2 separate regions of the Bos taurus genome follow, and region 1 is linked to region 2. Evidence: chromatin contacts called from public Hi-C data. All regions are on one chromosome and are shown on one strand. The core of a region is the stretch at or near the end of the contact, and the rest is flanking DNA. Distances in the headings are between cores, read along the strand shown. Region 1 has its middle 38 kb from the start of TRNAG-CCC. Region 2 has its middle 32 kb from the start of TRNAG-CCC.

What was found. Hi-C and Micro-C count contacts between places; a contact is called where the count stands out from the background.
Region 1: a Hi-C map of liver shows a contact between it and region 2, with 2.2 times the contacts expected there. A contact is called at or near these places in 2 of 11 Hi-C or Micro-C datasets (liver and skeletal muscle).

What each region holds. Positions count from the first base shown.
Region 1 is chr14:12,554,495-12,562,202 of ARS-UCD2.0, reverse strand. No RefSeq gene overlaps it. Among named protein-coding and RNA genes, the nearest start is that of TRNAG-CCC, 38 kb to the right of the region's middle.
Region 2 is chr14:12,485,163-12,492,743 of ARS-UCD2.0, reverse strand. No RefSeq gene overlaps it. Among named protein-coding and RNA genes, the nearest start is that of TRNAG-CCC, 32 kb to the left of the region's middle.

The DNA.
Region 1 (7,708 bases), core at 4,548-7,047, 67 kb before region 2:
CTCCCCGAGTCAAGTTCATTGGATGTGCTCATTTCATCCTCTCCTTTCCCTTTTTCTTCTTCTCTCCTTTGCCACTTGGCTGCTGGAGTCCTTCGCACGGAAGGCAGCTGTCAGCTGTGTTAAGGGGAAGCCACTGTTAAGGAGAAACCAAAGTGGTGTTTGGAGTCCTGTTGTCAGTGTGGGTTCAGCCTGCAGGCTGAGCCCTGGGAGCAAACTGGGCATTGACTCCATCCACTGGGATGGAGAGAGAAGCCAGAGGCCTTGACAGTGAGGACCCCCAGGGGGCTGTGTCTGGGAGGTGGGGAGGGGTTGTGGCTCAGTGCAAGGAGATGGGGGTAGCTCCTTGACTATGAGGACCCTCAGGGGTCTGTGTCTGGGAGGTGGGGAGGGGTCGTGGCTCAGTGCAAGGAGATGGGGGTAGCTCCTTGACTGTGAGAATCCCCAGGGGTCTGTCTGGGAGGTGGGGAGGGGGCGCGACCCAGTACAAGGAGATGGGGGTAGCTCCTTGACTCTGAGGGGAATTCTGTGTTGAGGCTGGGGAAGCCCCCTGGGGTTCAGGTACTAGATGTATCCCCTGTTTGTCAGGAGGCTTTGGGAGGGTTGTTTTCTTTCTGCTGTTCTCAGTTATCTTTTGCACAGAGGAAGCTGGGCTAGATGAGGGGGTCTAAAGCATCCCCCGCCCTTTTACCCTGGGGGCGGGGCGGGGCGGGAAGGAAAGTGGGGCATCTGCAAGAGGGTGAGGGGATTGGAATCTGCATTTGTAACAAGCTCCCAGGTGAGGGAACCCTCTTCGGGACAGCCCCTGAGATGCAGGTAGGACCTCCCTGTCTTCCTGTCCTTGGTGGTCTCAGCCAGCAAGGATGCTCAGGGCTGACCGGCTACACAGAGAGGGTGTTGTCGAGTCTGTGTTTGAAATCTCTCACTACAACAGTCCATCTATTTCATATAAAAACTGGGATTTCTGGCTTTACTTGGGGTGGATGGGTGGGGTCCTGTGTTCCCAGGGTCACCCCTGCTGGAGCTGCCTGTTCAGGCCTGGGGATTCTGAATTCAGATGTTATCCTCAGAGGGTAAAACGCCAGGAGACTCAGGCCAGCAAGGTGGCTGTCAGGTCTCTGTGAAGCTGAGGTCCTCGCCTGCAGCAGGTGTGAGTGAGATGGGGAGCCGTGTTGAAGTAGATGCTGCTGGAAGAAAGGCCAGATGTTGACGTGGGGCTTCTGGTCTTGATTCAAAGTGTCAGGGCGGTCTTTTTTTTTTTTTAAACATTTCTTTTTTTGGCTGGGCTGGGTCTTAGTTGCAGCACATGGATCTTCTATCTTCCTTGTGATTTGTGAAATCTATTGTTGTGACATGTGAGATCTAGTTCCTTGATCAGGGTTCAAACTGAAGTCCCCTGCATTGGTTAGCCACAAGACTACCAGGGAAGTACCCCAGGGCCATCTTCTGTAAGGGAATGGTAGTGATAATGAGCTTCTAGAACTGTGGCTGGCCCGTACGAGGTGGCCAATGTATGAATTTGAGTGAAATCTGATGTAGAGTACGTCTGTGAACTTGGGCTGCCACGCCTTTCCCCAACCCACTCCTACCTCTTTCTCCTCTTGCTGCACCTGAAGACTCGTTTTTAATGGCACTTTTAAATGAGAGGAAAACTGAGTATTTATTTCCTCCCAGTGTTATCATGCTTGTTGGCAGTTGAGTGTCTTATTTTGCACAGTTTCAGGTGATGGCTTGGCTGTCCAACCACTTAACTGTATTCTTGCCTTCTTAGCAAATACAGAACAACTAAGTGTGGGCTCTTACCTTATTAGGAAGTGGAAGGAGAAATAAGAAACATTTCCTGGATGGCCAAGCCGTGCACACATGGTGATATAGGTTATTTACTGAGGTGACTTGTAGTTTGAACAGGTTGGTCACGGACAGTAAGACTCAGAGCCAAGATCTGAGCATCTCTGTCTCTTGAGCTTGCTTTCTTCCCACTACCCTGGACTAGTTCTTCTCCTAAGTAACTAAGTGGCCAATCTAGCATGGACCGTGGTACATACGAAGCCCCGAGGCTGGGACAGAAATGTCCATAGCTCACCTGTGGACGGTTCTGATTCCTCACTGGGTCTTGTTCGGTATCTTTGTGCTTTCTCTCCGGATGGAGTTAGACACGTGATGCTGAACTTGGAGGCACTGGTGCAAAGTCAGATCCAGGCTGGAGTGTCATCTGAGGTTGATCTTGGGCCTTTTTTTTTTCTTTTTTAATACTTATTCATTTGGCTGTGCGAGGTCTTAGTTGCAGTGCTTGGTTGCAGATCTTTAGTTCCATGTGGGATGACCAAGTTCCCTGCCCAAAGGTTGAACCTTGATCGCCCCTTGTATTGGGAGCTTAGTCTTAGCCACTGGACCACCAGGGAAGTCCCTTTGGGTCTGGTATTTATTGAACCTGCCTTAGCCTCAGTTTCCTTATCTGTGCAGTGGATGTGATAGCACCTAGGTCAAGGTGGTTAGGATGAGCCTCTCCGGGATGAAGCATCTGGTACGTGGGAGGCCCTCAGCCATCACTTCTTCATCCCTGCAAGTAACGCATCTGACTCACAGGTGCCTGAGGGACTTTCTCTCCCCTCCTTCAATGTGTCATCTCCCTCTCCTTAAGCTTGTATTATCTGGGTGTGGTGAGTCCTGGGACTGAAGCCGCCCTGCCAGCCGATCAGTGACATAAAACCCGGGAGCACCTCCTTTCACGTGGGGCCCCGTGACTGGCTGGCAGCTGCCAGCGGTGACGGGAACTAGCGGGGCCCCGGGGGCTGCGGGGATCGGTGTGTGGGGATCTGGGCAGGGCTGCTGGATGGAGAGAGGAGGCTTAGGGTTTGGCAGTGGATGTTGTGCTGCAGGACGCAGGCTCCTCCTGGCACAGTGGATTTCCAGCTGTAGGCACTGGGGTGCGGTATCCGACCGGGAACCGGCTGCTCCACAAAGGCACCTTTGGGAGACACAGGGAGGGCTGGGCATCCCTGCTGCGGGTGTTTAGGGAACAGATTTCTGAAGGCTTAGGAGTGGGAAAGGGCGTACCTGGGAAGGCTCACTGGGTTGGTCGCCTGCTGTGTGGTCTTAGAAAGAAGAGGAGTTGATAACCTCCCTGTACTAGCGCGTGAGTTCTTACTATCCTGCCGAGTTCATCGCTTGGCTGTGTGATGGTGCCTCTCTCTCCTGCTATGTGACCTTCCCAAGAGCAGGCGAGTTTCTTGCAGAGCGCCCTTCCCATTGAAACATGTCGACGGCTGGTGACAATCACAGGCAGGACATGAACTCTGGGATGCCCCTGGAGATCTGTGTCCTTGCTGCCTCTGTCTGCTGGCGTCTTGGCAACGTCTTCATCTCTTTCTGATGGTTTCACTTCCCTCTCTCTTTTCTTCTGTGCTTCCTTCTGACCTTCCATCACTTTTTTCCTTCCAACCCTCCTTGGTGGCTCAGATGGTAAAGAATCTGCTGCAGTGCAGGCGACCCAGATTTGATCCCTGGGTTGGGAAGTTTCCCTGGAGATGGAAATAGCAACCCACTCCAGTATTCTTGCCTGGGAAATCCCATGGATAAAGGAGCCTGGCCAGCTACAGTCCATAAGGTCGCAAGAGTCAGACATGACCTTGCTTGAAGGCATGGATGGACTCGGTCCAGAGGCCCACCTGTAAATGTTGGTTCGATCTTTGTTGCCCAATACACAGTATGGTCTTGGTAGCCATTAGTTACTTCCTTTGCTAAGAACCTCCTTGTGGTCCTTTCCAGAAGTGAGCTCCTTTCGCATACATGCCCTTGTCTAGTTGCTGGACTGGTGAGTTAGCAGCTGCTGTGAGAAGTACATGCCCTAGTGGGCTGAGGTGGGCCATGTCCTGGTGGAATAGCCCTGAATCTCCCCTTTCAAGCCCACCCTCACTTAAGCCCCACTCACAGAATCAGGGATGGGGTGGGGGCATGCACAGGCAAGCAAATCTTTTTTCTTTTTTTATTGCCCCCACCAAACTTGCTTAGTGGCCAATAGTTTGGCCACCTGATGCGACGAACTGACTTATTGGAAAAGACACTGATGCTGGGAAAGATTGAGGGCAGGAGGAGAAGGGGCCGACAGAGGATGAGATGTTTGGATGGCATCACTGACTCGATGGACATGAGTTTGAGCAAGCTCCTGGAGTTGGTAACAGGCAGGGAAGCCTGGTGTGCTGCAGTCCATGGGATCTCAAAGAGTTGGACATGACTGAGCGACTGAACTGAACTGAAGCTTGCTTACTTGTAGAAATGGACAATATAGACGTTTTATAATCCTAACCCTCTGGAATAGCTACACTTCCCTTCCGGCCCTCTTGTCCTGCTTACGATAGGTTTGTATCTCTACTCTGCTCACTTAGCATTACAGCCTGACCATTTGCCAGTGTCATTCAGTTTTAAAAGCTTGTTTTAAGCACCTTTCCCATGTTTCATCACACACTTTTTCTTCTGCTGTGAAAACGAGGAGAATCATAGCCCCTCTCCCCATGGGGCTGATGTGAGAGAGAGGTGAGGAAGGTCCGTCCGGGTGCCCCACCTCGCATGGCACAGAGCTCGTGCTGCCAGGATTGCCGTCCTGGTCAGCTCAGCCAGGTTAGCACATCCGGGCATTCAGATCTTCTTCTGCTTTGTCTGCTATAACGCGTAGACCTTTCCCCATATCCCTGGTGGTTTTCCTGGCAGAGCCCCCCAGAAGATCTGGATAGCATCTGTCCTAACTCTCCAGGTATACAGTTCACCAGTCACCCCTCCGCACCTGGTGCTAGCGGTTACTGGGGCAACTCCTGATGTGTGAGCATCTTAATTCAGGCAGCAAACTCCTTAGCGGGCATGGAGCTCTGTGATCCGCAAACACCCAAAACAAAGCCGTGTTCCTGTTGCTTTTCTTTGACGACTGCTGTAATTGACCAGCTTTTCATGTGTCTTGCCTACTTGTGTGTTCTCAACCGGTCATTTCCTTTGCCATGTTTAGGAGATTTTCCCCACCCCCCGGCCCATGAATAGGTAGGGTCTGTCTGGACCAACTTGTGGATTTTACAGATGGGGGACCTAGGGGAGTCCCACTGGACTCTTTGTTAGGCATGAGGTTCCAGGAAATGACACCTCCTCCATTTCTGGGGGTATGGAATCTGCATCTGATTGTGGGAGCGAAATCATGCTTTACAAATGAATGCAGGGGCGCCTGTCTTCTTAACCTGAGCTCTTGTCAATTTTAAATATTCCTCCCTAAGTGGTATTTGCCGGGAGCTTCTCCCTTTTTTCTTCCTTCCTTTCCTCATAAGCAAAATAAAAAATCCTGCCAACTTTCAGGTGTCATTGTAAATGTCAGCTCTTTAGAGACCTCCACCTGGTACCCCCAGATTAACTGCTGGGGGTGGGGAAGTTGGGCTGGCAACTCCTTCACTACATTGGTTTGTAGGAGCATTTGCTGAACGTCTGCTTCTGTAGACTCCAGGCACGGACCTTGTCTCTTACTGCATCGTATGTGTTCCCTCAGCCCCTCCTGCGGGGCTTGGAGTGGATGCCCAGAGTAGTAAAGTGCCTTGCGTGGATGCGGCTGACCCAGAAGTTGACCGGGCATGTGAGCCCACCTTTAAGCTGGGTCCCCCGGAACCCTTTGCCTCGGCAGCCAGCCAGAGCTTGGCTTTGGTGTCTGGGTGAGCGGAGCAAAGGTCTGCTGGCATGGCAGGGCTTTGTCCCTGTGCCCCACTGGTATCAGTCACTCCGGGTTACTTTGGCTCAGTGAGGCCAGAGCGAGATCCAGGGGAAAGGTTGGGACTGGCCTCCCGGAGAGTGCCCAGTGACAGCCAGCCGTGCCCTCTGCTTGACTGCACTCAAGCCCTGCACTTGGCGAGGCTCCTGCGGGCCTGCCGTGGAAGGTGAAAGAAGCTTCTCTGTCACAAGCCGAGGCTTGAAACCAGCTGAGAACTCCGGTTCCACCACCTCAGGACCTGTCCTGCTGGCGGGAGGAGCCTGGGGTGGGGTGTGGATTGGCACTGGGGGAGGGGCAGAAGGAGGGAGAAGAAATCTTCGGGGTGGTCTGGTAACTTCCTCGAGGGCTGGAATGCTGGGTTTCCTGGTGGTCAGAGCTGGAGGAGGCCTGATGGAGCGCAGAGAGCACCTGCCCAACTGGAATCCTGGTGCTGCCAACCCGCTGTGGGCGTGGTACCCACCTCTGGCAGCCCCAGCCTCCCCTCAGGAGAATGGAACTAACCAGGCTTGTGGGCAGATGCAGCGACCGGGTGCGCCTTCCTGGCACTTCGCAAGCACCTGGTGGATGCTGCCTTTACACGTGCTCTGCCCACCCACCTCCATAACGGACACACATTGACTTTGGCAGAAAATTGCTCACCTTGGGGAATTGTCAGCGGAGTCAGTGAGAACTCACATTGCAGGTCCCCGGGCCATCAGAGCACCCAATGAGGCTGCCCCGGTGCTGGGAGGGACCCCGCCAGGAGGCTGAACTCGCAAGGCTGGCACCAGTTTGAGTCCTTGGGGTTGGTGCGGGGTGGCAGAGAGCGGGCAGGCTGGAACCCCATGTTCCAACCCCAGGCCTTCTACTTGAAGCCGAGTGACCCTGGGTGGGTGTCTTGTTACTCTTTCCTCGTCGTGAAGTGGGCAGAGGAGGGTCCCTGCACCACTTGTTGGAGGGAAACCCTCGGGATGGGGAGGTGGTTGAAGCCATCTGGGAGATGCTGGGATCAGGGCTGGCCAGGCTTTTTCATGGAGGGGGTGGTAGGCAGCAAACTGAGGGGCTTCTTTCTGAGCAGCTCTTCTGGAGGCCTTGCAGACACACAGCAGCTCGAGGCCTGGCATAGATATGGATGTAGTTGGCAGGAGATTTCAGTAATGACCTCTACTCCCCCAATATGTTCATACCCTAGTCCCTGGAACCCATGAATATTCCATGTGGCCAATGGGGTATTAAGATTGCAGGTGGAAGGAAGGATGACCTTAACAAAGGGAGATTATCTGGGATTTTCCCGTGGGTCCCGTATCATCACAAGGGTCCTTAGAAATGGAAGAGGGAGGCAGAAGAGGAGGTCAGAGTGATGCGATGTGAGAAGTTACATCACTGCTTTGAAGATGCTGGACGAGCTGTCAGGCGGGGAATCCTTCTTGGAGCCTCCAGAAAGGAATGTTGCCCCGCTGACAACCCTTTAGACAACCTCGTGAGACCCCTTTTGGACTTTTCATCCCCGGAACTGTTTTCAGTTAATTTGTGTGCATTTAAGGCCCAGAGCTGGTGGTTTTTTGTTCCGACAGCCCTGGAGTCTAATGCGATGGATGAAGCATTTGAGGGCCACACTTCATTTCCAGCACTGTGAAGGCTGGGGGCTGGGGATCGGCAAAGGGGAATGTCCTTTGGGGATTGGCACTGGCCACAGAAGATGAGATGCTTGGATGGCATCACCAACTCAATGGACATGAGTTTGAGCAGACTCCGGGAGACAGTGAAGGACTGAGAAGCAGGTGTGCTGCAGTCCATGGGGTCGCAGAGTTGGACACGACTGAGCGACTAAACAGCAACTGGCCCACAGCCCTGTATTTGGGTGTGATCCTCGGTGACTGGGTCCACAGAGGCCTGCCTGGTGACCTTGTGGGGGCGGCTCGGGTAAGCAGGTATGCTGATATCCTGTGATAAAGGCCTTGTGTAAATGCCGCATGCCCATCACCTCTCGGATAG
Region 2 (7,581 bases), core at 1,709-4,208:
GGGGCTATTATTCTGCCCACCATACTTCATAAAACTTGCTGTGAGAATTAAGTTAATTGATACATGAAAAGTGCTTAAAGTATTAGGTTAAATGCTATGAAATTGCTTCAATTCAACTGCTCGCTACAAGAAGTCAATCTAATTATATCTGTCATTATTCTAGTGGTGGAAATGTCATGCTTTATTTAACCAGTTTGCCGCTGCTCTGGTTTCCTATGGTCATGCATTCCTTTCTCAAGTGAGTTGTTGTTATTTTGGTACGGTAATGTCGATGTGAGCATCCTGACACATCTCCATTATCATGTCTTTCACAAATTAGGGACAGCTCATCTGGGGAGTGCCTGTTTCCTCTTTGCCATCCTTCTTCCCCACCCCATGCACAGCTCACAGCCCTGCACCCGCCTTTGCTGACCTGGAAGAATCATCTTTTTCTTGCCTGGCCCCTTGTCCAGCACTGGCTTGGCTCTGGAGTGTGGACATGGGCCAGGACCCTGCTCCTGTGGGAGGTTCATCCTCTTGTTCTTCTAGGGACTGAACCCCTTCCCTTCTTCTGGGCCTTTGGCTTTCTGAACCGGGCCTGGAGCTGCCACTGTTATGGGCCCACGTTCAGGGATCAGTAACACTGTGACTGTCTTTGCACGGGCCGCCTGAGTCCCAGGCACCCATCCCCACAAACTTTTGGTTGCCTGGGAGTGTGGATATGTATCCCCAGTTCTGTAATGCCCTGTGTGTGGCTCATGGACGTATTGAGGGTGGACCCTGGCACCTGACAGTTCATACTGGTCGCGAGGTCTCGCCTGTTACAGATTCAGTGGATCTCTGAGAATTTGTGCCACTTGCCTAGAGGGGTCAATCCAGCGTCTCCACCCAGATTATCTGCCTGTGACCAAGGAGAGGATTCAGATGCGGTTCTTTTTCACTCTCCTGTAGCTGCCTCTCGTTAATGCTTCCTCTTCCACGTGTGACCCCCCGGCCAGTGGAGGGAACGTGCCTGAACTCCGGCTCTGTGCCCCGAAGCTGGTGACACCACCTTCTCAGCCCATCACAGCCCCCATGGGGGTGTGCTCCCCAATTCTGCAGGTGGAACCGGGTCCCTGAGAGTGTCCAGGGCTGCTCTGAGGTCATACCGAGTCCCAGTGACCTGGAGCCACACAGAAGGCCTGGTTCTCACCTATGCCTGTCATTCCTGGTTCAAGCACATCCAAATGCCAGTGTTGAGGGGGGAACCTTGAGTTCCTGGGGGAGGCGGAGAAACGTATGCATCCTCCTTGATGGGTGTCTCTGCCACAGCTGTCCTGTGGTTTTTATGGGGACCCGAGCGAGTTCCATTCTGGTGGATCAGGCTTCTGGAGGAAGGATGTCCCCCAAATGGAGACAAAGGCAGCCAACTTGTCTGCTGCACTGCCAGTGCCCAGGAGGAAGATGCCAGCCACGGGAATTGTGGCCATATGGCCGGCAGGGTGCCTGTTTGGGAGCAGTCAGCCCGGCCCCTTTGAAGCAATTTTAAGACCAATTTGGTAACTTGATTTGGAAAAGGGTATCAGTGACTTCAGGGCACGGGCTCATTAGCTGTCTTCTGGGCCCTGCAAATTGGGTTAAGTGGAATGAAATCGGCTTTTTCCCCTCTCTGGGCTCGTGGCTGAGGTCCAAGCCCCATTGTAATGGGAACGTCTCCTGGGGAAAGGACACTGAAAAGCTTTCCGGGGAGTCTGGCGCTCTGTTTTCACATGTGAATTCTGCTTTCCCCTGGAGGGCAGGGCAGTGGGCTGATAAAAATGAACCTGGAGTGGGCCAGTGAGCGGGTAGGGGGTCGGGGGTGAAGAGGATGAAGGCTGACTAGTTGAGGAGTGCTCCTCAAGCACTGGCTGTCCTCCTGCTGTGGGATGCTGTGCGTGACACCTTTTCTTCCCCCCCACACTGTGTGTGCCGGGGACCCTCCTTGAGTTCCCTGGGGCACATGTGAGCGCACCTAGGGTTTGTACCCAGAGCTGACACTGCTGCCTCTGGGGCATTCCCTGTGTTCCAGATGGTACCAAATTGCTTTCGAGAACAGCCCCTCCAATTTACATTCCCGCCCGCCGTGCCCCAGAGCCCTGTTTTCCCTACTTTGTCACCCACCTTTGCTGTGTGAGGTTTTTGCCATTGTGCCAGTCTCATCCGTGAGCCACAGTTTCTGGTTGTTTCCTGGACGACCAGGAGGCGGACTGCCTGTCCTTGTGCACTGACCCTGTGGGGAAGGGCTCCAAAGGCAGCCTGCATCCTTCTAGCCCACCTGCCCACCCCACCCCCTGACCCCCAGGAAGATGGGCGGGGCTCATTCATTGCTTATCTGGAACGGCTCCCTTCCCAGTTCAGTTTTGTTGCCAGCAAGCTTCTGTTTTGGACCCGCTGCTAAGCAGTTTTCTCTACTGTTTAGGTGCAGAGAGGGCTGGAGCCGTGTGTGTGTGTGTGTGTGTGTGTGTGTATCTTTCTCTCTTTTCTCCCCTCCCTTTTTGGGTCCCAGTTCCTCCCTCACTGTTACCCCCCATCAACCTCCTCTCCCTATTTATTCTGCCCTCCCCCGCCCCCATCACTGGTCTTAATTGACTTTGGCTCCCGTCCCAGACCTCAGCCTGGCACCCAGACCTGCCGTGCTATCGTAGCACCTCAGATGGTTAAACAAACAGAGGGTGGCATTTATTGAATGCCAGTCTGAATGGACAGACACCCGCGAGTCTGTCCTCTCCTCGCCAGCTCCATCCTCATCTTTCTCACCATTTGCAGTGTTGAGGGCTGTGGAGTTTCAGCCTCTTTTACGAAGCATCGCTCATTGCTGGCCGCTGAGTGTCAGGCCCCAGGGACCCGGAGGCCGGCGCTGGCTCTGGAGTTCCCCGGGCCTTACGGTAAAAACGCATCACCCTGAACGTGGGCCAGCCGAGGCATCGGCCCAACTCCGCCCCGCCTGCCGAGCAGCTGGATCCTGCCCCCGAGCCTTAGTCACTGGCTGGAGAGACTCTCCCTGTTCAGGCTGAGTACAGCCCCTCCTCCCACAGCCCGGGTTCCTGGAAAAACTTCGTCCGTGGGACGTGGACCTCTCCTCCTACTTGAATCATCAGAGCTCTCATTTGTTGAACACTTATTAAGTGTCAGAGACTGCTAAGCCCTTTATGAGCATCTGCTCATTTAATCCTCTTAATAATCTCCCATGGCAGGTGTGCTTTTAATCTCCTTTTCACTGATGGGAATACCTGCTCAGCCAGGTGAATACTAACAATAGAAAGTGTCACACCTTTATTAGGTGCTACTGTATGCCAGATACCTGGCTTAACTCCCAGGAACCCTGCAAAGGCATGCTGTTGCTATTAATATTATGCCCATTTCACAGACAGAGACACTGAGACCCGGGGGTGTCTGGGTCCCCTGGCTCGTATGTGCAGTCTGCCTGTTGATCGCTCAGCTACAGGGCTGTGCTGTAATGAGATGCAGACAGAGTTTCCCAAGTGAGCAGGCCTGGCTGGTACCCTGACTCCAGAGCTTGGACTCTCCCTACTGCTCCATGCTGCCTCCAGGGGATAGACCCAGGGCTGGGCGGAGTTTCCCACTTTCCCAGATGGGCATCAGGGAGAGGGCTGTGTGGTTGCCCAGCATACTCAGCAGGATTTGCTCAAGGAACTCTTGGGAGAAGAGCAGGCCAGAGGTTGAGGATGTGGCAGGGAGCCTCTGAGGGGAGAGACTACTACAGATTGACCAGGGGAGGACTGACCTTCCATTCAAAGGGGCCTGGGCCCCCCGCTTCCTGTCCTTTTTGCATCCAGCCCAGCTTCGGGCTGCAGCTGTGGGACCAGGTCTGGTCCGTGGATTCCTTGGAGCCCATACTCTCTCCCTCCCATCTCACTTCTCTGGTGACCAAGAGGAGCATCCTCCCGCGGGGAGGTGGGGTGGGAGGATGGCTGACATAGCCCTCGCCTGCTCAGCACTTTTCCAGTTTATGAAGCGTTTCATAGATGTGATCTCATCCCATTCAGCAGTCACGTGGGGATTCAAGCCCCCGTCTACCAAAGGGGGCCCCGCGGCTTCTGCAGAGAGAGTCCTGCTTTTTCCACCCCATGGTGCTGCTCAGTCATCCCAAAGCAAGGGGTTCCCCGCACAGGCGTCCCTGGTTGGTGCAGGGGTAAAGAACCCACCTGCCAATGCAGCAGACGCGAGAGACACAGAATCAATCCCTGGGTCAGGAAGATCTGGAGGAGGAAATGGCAACCCACTCCAGTATTCTTGCCTGGAGAATCCCATGGACAGAGGAGCCTGGCGGGCTACAGTCCATGGGGTCTCAAAGAGTCAGACATGATTGTATGACTATGCACTGCACTGTTCAGGGCTGTGGTCATCATTCTACCCAAGCCCCAGCAGTGGCCTGTGGAGCAGGAAGCCCAGGCAAGGCCATTGGGTGGAGTTGATGCAGTCTTAGTATGAGCAGAAGGAAGATCGCCTCACCGTATGGGGCTGATGTCTCAGGAACCTCCGGAGGCCACGGAGTGGTCTTGAAACTAGAGCTGAACGAAGACTTCCAGAAGGAGAAATGAAGGGGCATGGAACAGAGCCGTGTGATAGCAACAGCGCCATCCCTGGGGTCCACGTGCCCAGACTTCCCTTGCTGCGAGGGTCCTCTGAACAGCCCCCCGCAAGGGGAGGGCTATTTGCCCCATTTTGAGACTGGGAATCGCTTCCAGGATTAACCTCAGGGGGCTGGCCCCAAACCTCCCTTCTTCCCTCCCTGCTCTGCTCTTTAGAAAAACAAAAACAGAATTTCTTTCATGTCATTCTAGTAAATTCAGTTTTTAAGAAATTAATTTCCTTCTCTGATGCCTGGCTCGTGACAGATCGTAGATCAGAAGGCAGGTCGTGGGTCTTTGCCACTCAGACAGGCTCAGAAAGGCACCCCGCCCCACCGAGTCCCTCCTGTGTCAGGGGAGGCTGGGGAGCCGGCAGTTTCACTGTTTCAGCAGATGGAAGAACCTGTTAACCTGCCTTAGAAGCTAATAAAAAAAAAAAATCCCAGTGAGATCATGTCTGTTAAAGCCCTTTGAGCCCTTGAGCTCAGAGGCTGTATTAACGCACGCTGCTTTTATTGCTTACTCAGCAAAAATGTCCCCAGGCTGCAAAGCCCATTCCCTCCTTCCAGCCCCTTTGCTTCCTTATGCGTTTTCTTTGATGCTTCCTTTGCATCTTGAAGACCTGCCAATTTCCAGGTTCACCTGCTGTACTAGAAGCATATTGTGGGTGCTAATTTCGTGCTGAACCTTTTTTTATTCATTGACTCCTTTGACCCTTACAGCCATTCTACGAATCTCTGTGTATTCCCATTTTTCAGGTGAGGCAAACGAGGTTCAAACTGGGGAGGTCAAAAAGTCCCACAGCCTAGAAAGACAGACAGGGTCCCCTTCCAGGTTATGTATTTTCCGGCTCCTGCCTTGCCAAAGTCATGCCTGTGCTGCTTTCCTTAACTGGAGGAGAGAAGGACCCTCCTGGAATTGGGCCCTGAGATGATGCTTACAGTATGGGAGTCATTTTTGCTGCTAAGGGTGGGCTGGACCATGTCTGTCCTTTTTGTTCTAGAGACTCTTGGCCCTGATTTGTTAAGAGGTCACCCCACTGCACGCCCCTCCCCGCACACCCTGGTGCAGGAACGCCTTTGCTTGACTCTCTGCCTGAGATGGACAGACAGGTAGACCTGAGGTTGGAGACACCAGACTGTGACTTGTCCTGAGAACCTGATCTGGCCCCACCACTGCTGTCTCCAAAGGCAAAAATCAAGCTATTTGTAATATCTTTATCAGAGGTTGGCTGTGGAGATGAGAGGAGGAATAGTTAACAATAACTAATATTGGTCGAGTGTTCACTATAAGACAACCAGGCTTCTAGATGCTGTCCTCGTGTTTGGTTTGCCAGGAACAGCCCTGGTCACACCCTTCCCATCTTACCATAGGTTTAGCAGGTCATTTGCTCTCATTTTACAGATAAGGAAGCTGAGGCCAGAGCTCAGAGCTGCAAAATTGGGGCTGAAATGAAGATTGCCTGACTTCAGGGTTGAAACGTTCCCTGAGTGTCACATTGTGAGACCCTTTCTGTGTGGATTTCCTAGACAGCTGGAACTCTCTCTCTCCCTACCTTCCTCTCTGTTTTTGGACTAGCCCAGATAGGTGGTCAGCAGCCTTCTGGCACACTCTTTCTCCTTCCTGGTGGAATTTTATCTACAGAAGATGCATAGATAAAGACAAAACTTGGCTAAAGGAGCTGGCTTCCGGGCTTTGGAGAAAACACCCACCAAATTTCAAAGAGTAATGATCTTGAATAACTCTTAGTTACTGGCATAGAGACCACAAATGTGTGCAAATCTGGAAGCAGAATCATGGGCTTTTGTCCTTACTTTGGCAAGGACCCAAGAGAAGGCTTGCCAGGGAGGTCAGGCTGACCTTTTGTCACTCTTAGCCTTCCTTTTGGCCTCAGAATCACTATTAGAGGCAAGAGAGGCCTGGTAGTGCCTGTAGAGATGCTTTTTTGATGAGCTCGTACCTAGCTGTGGTGGTGTGTCCATTGTGACTTAGACTCGGCGTGCAGCCACTTGTACGCGTGTTGTGTCTTCAGGCCCTGCAGAGCCCTCCCCAGGGGGCAGTGTGGCATGCATGGCCTGGGCCAGAGTACCTCCAGCAGCACAACCCCTCAGATGGAGTTCTCAGAGTTCTCCATTTCTCATTCACATCGTGCAGGATGGACGGTATGTCTTAGTTTGTGATGGTCTGAGATTTGAGAAGAGCACCACAGGGCGTGTATCATACCATGTTCTATGGGCTGAACTGTGTCCCACCACCATTATCTGTTGAAGCCCTATACCCCAATAACCCAGAATGTGACTGTATTTGAAGTTAGGGAATTTAAAGAAGTAATTAGGGGCTAAGATGGTTAGATAGTATCCCTGACTCAATAGGAGATAGTGGAGGACAGGGGAGCCTGGTGTGCTGCAGTCCAGGGGATCGCAAAGAGTTAGACATGACTTAGTGACTGAACAGCAACAGCAAAGTTAAAATGAGGCCCTGATCCAATCTGTCTGTGTCTTTATGAGAAAATGTGGACATGCAAAGAGACACCAAGGGCGTGCACACAGAGGAAAGACTGTGGGAGGATGCAGTGAGGAGGTGGCCGTCTAAAAGCCAAGGAGAGAGACCTTGGGAGAATCCAGCCCTGCCTACACCTTGATCTTGGACTTCAGACCTCCAGGACTATGAAGAAGTTAATTTCTGTTGTGAAACGCACCGTCCCCCCAGTCTATGATATCTGATATACTGTGTATCTGGGGCCATGCCATCAACCAAGTTAAGTGTGCTATAGTTAAACATATTCATTTTCATATTAAGTGAAAAAAAATCTGTAAATTGCCTCATGTTAGTTCAGTGTTCAAAACTTAAACAATTGAATGTGGATCTTGAGAGCGTCTTAGATCTGGGAATTGTGCACGAGGCTGTATTAGTCATAATTACTGTTTTGCAGATGAAGGTCCAAGCTTGCAGAGGCTTAATAACTTGCCCAAGGCATCGCCTTAGTTAATAT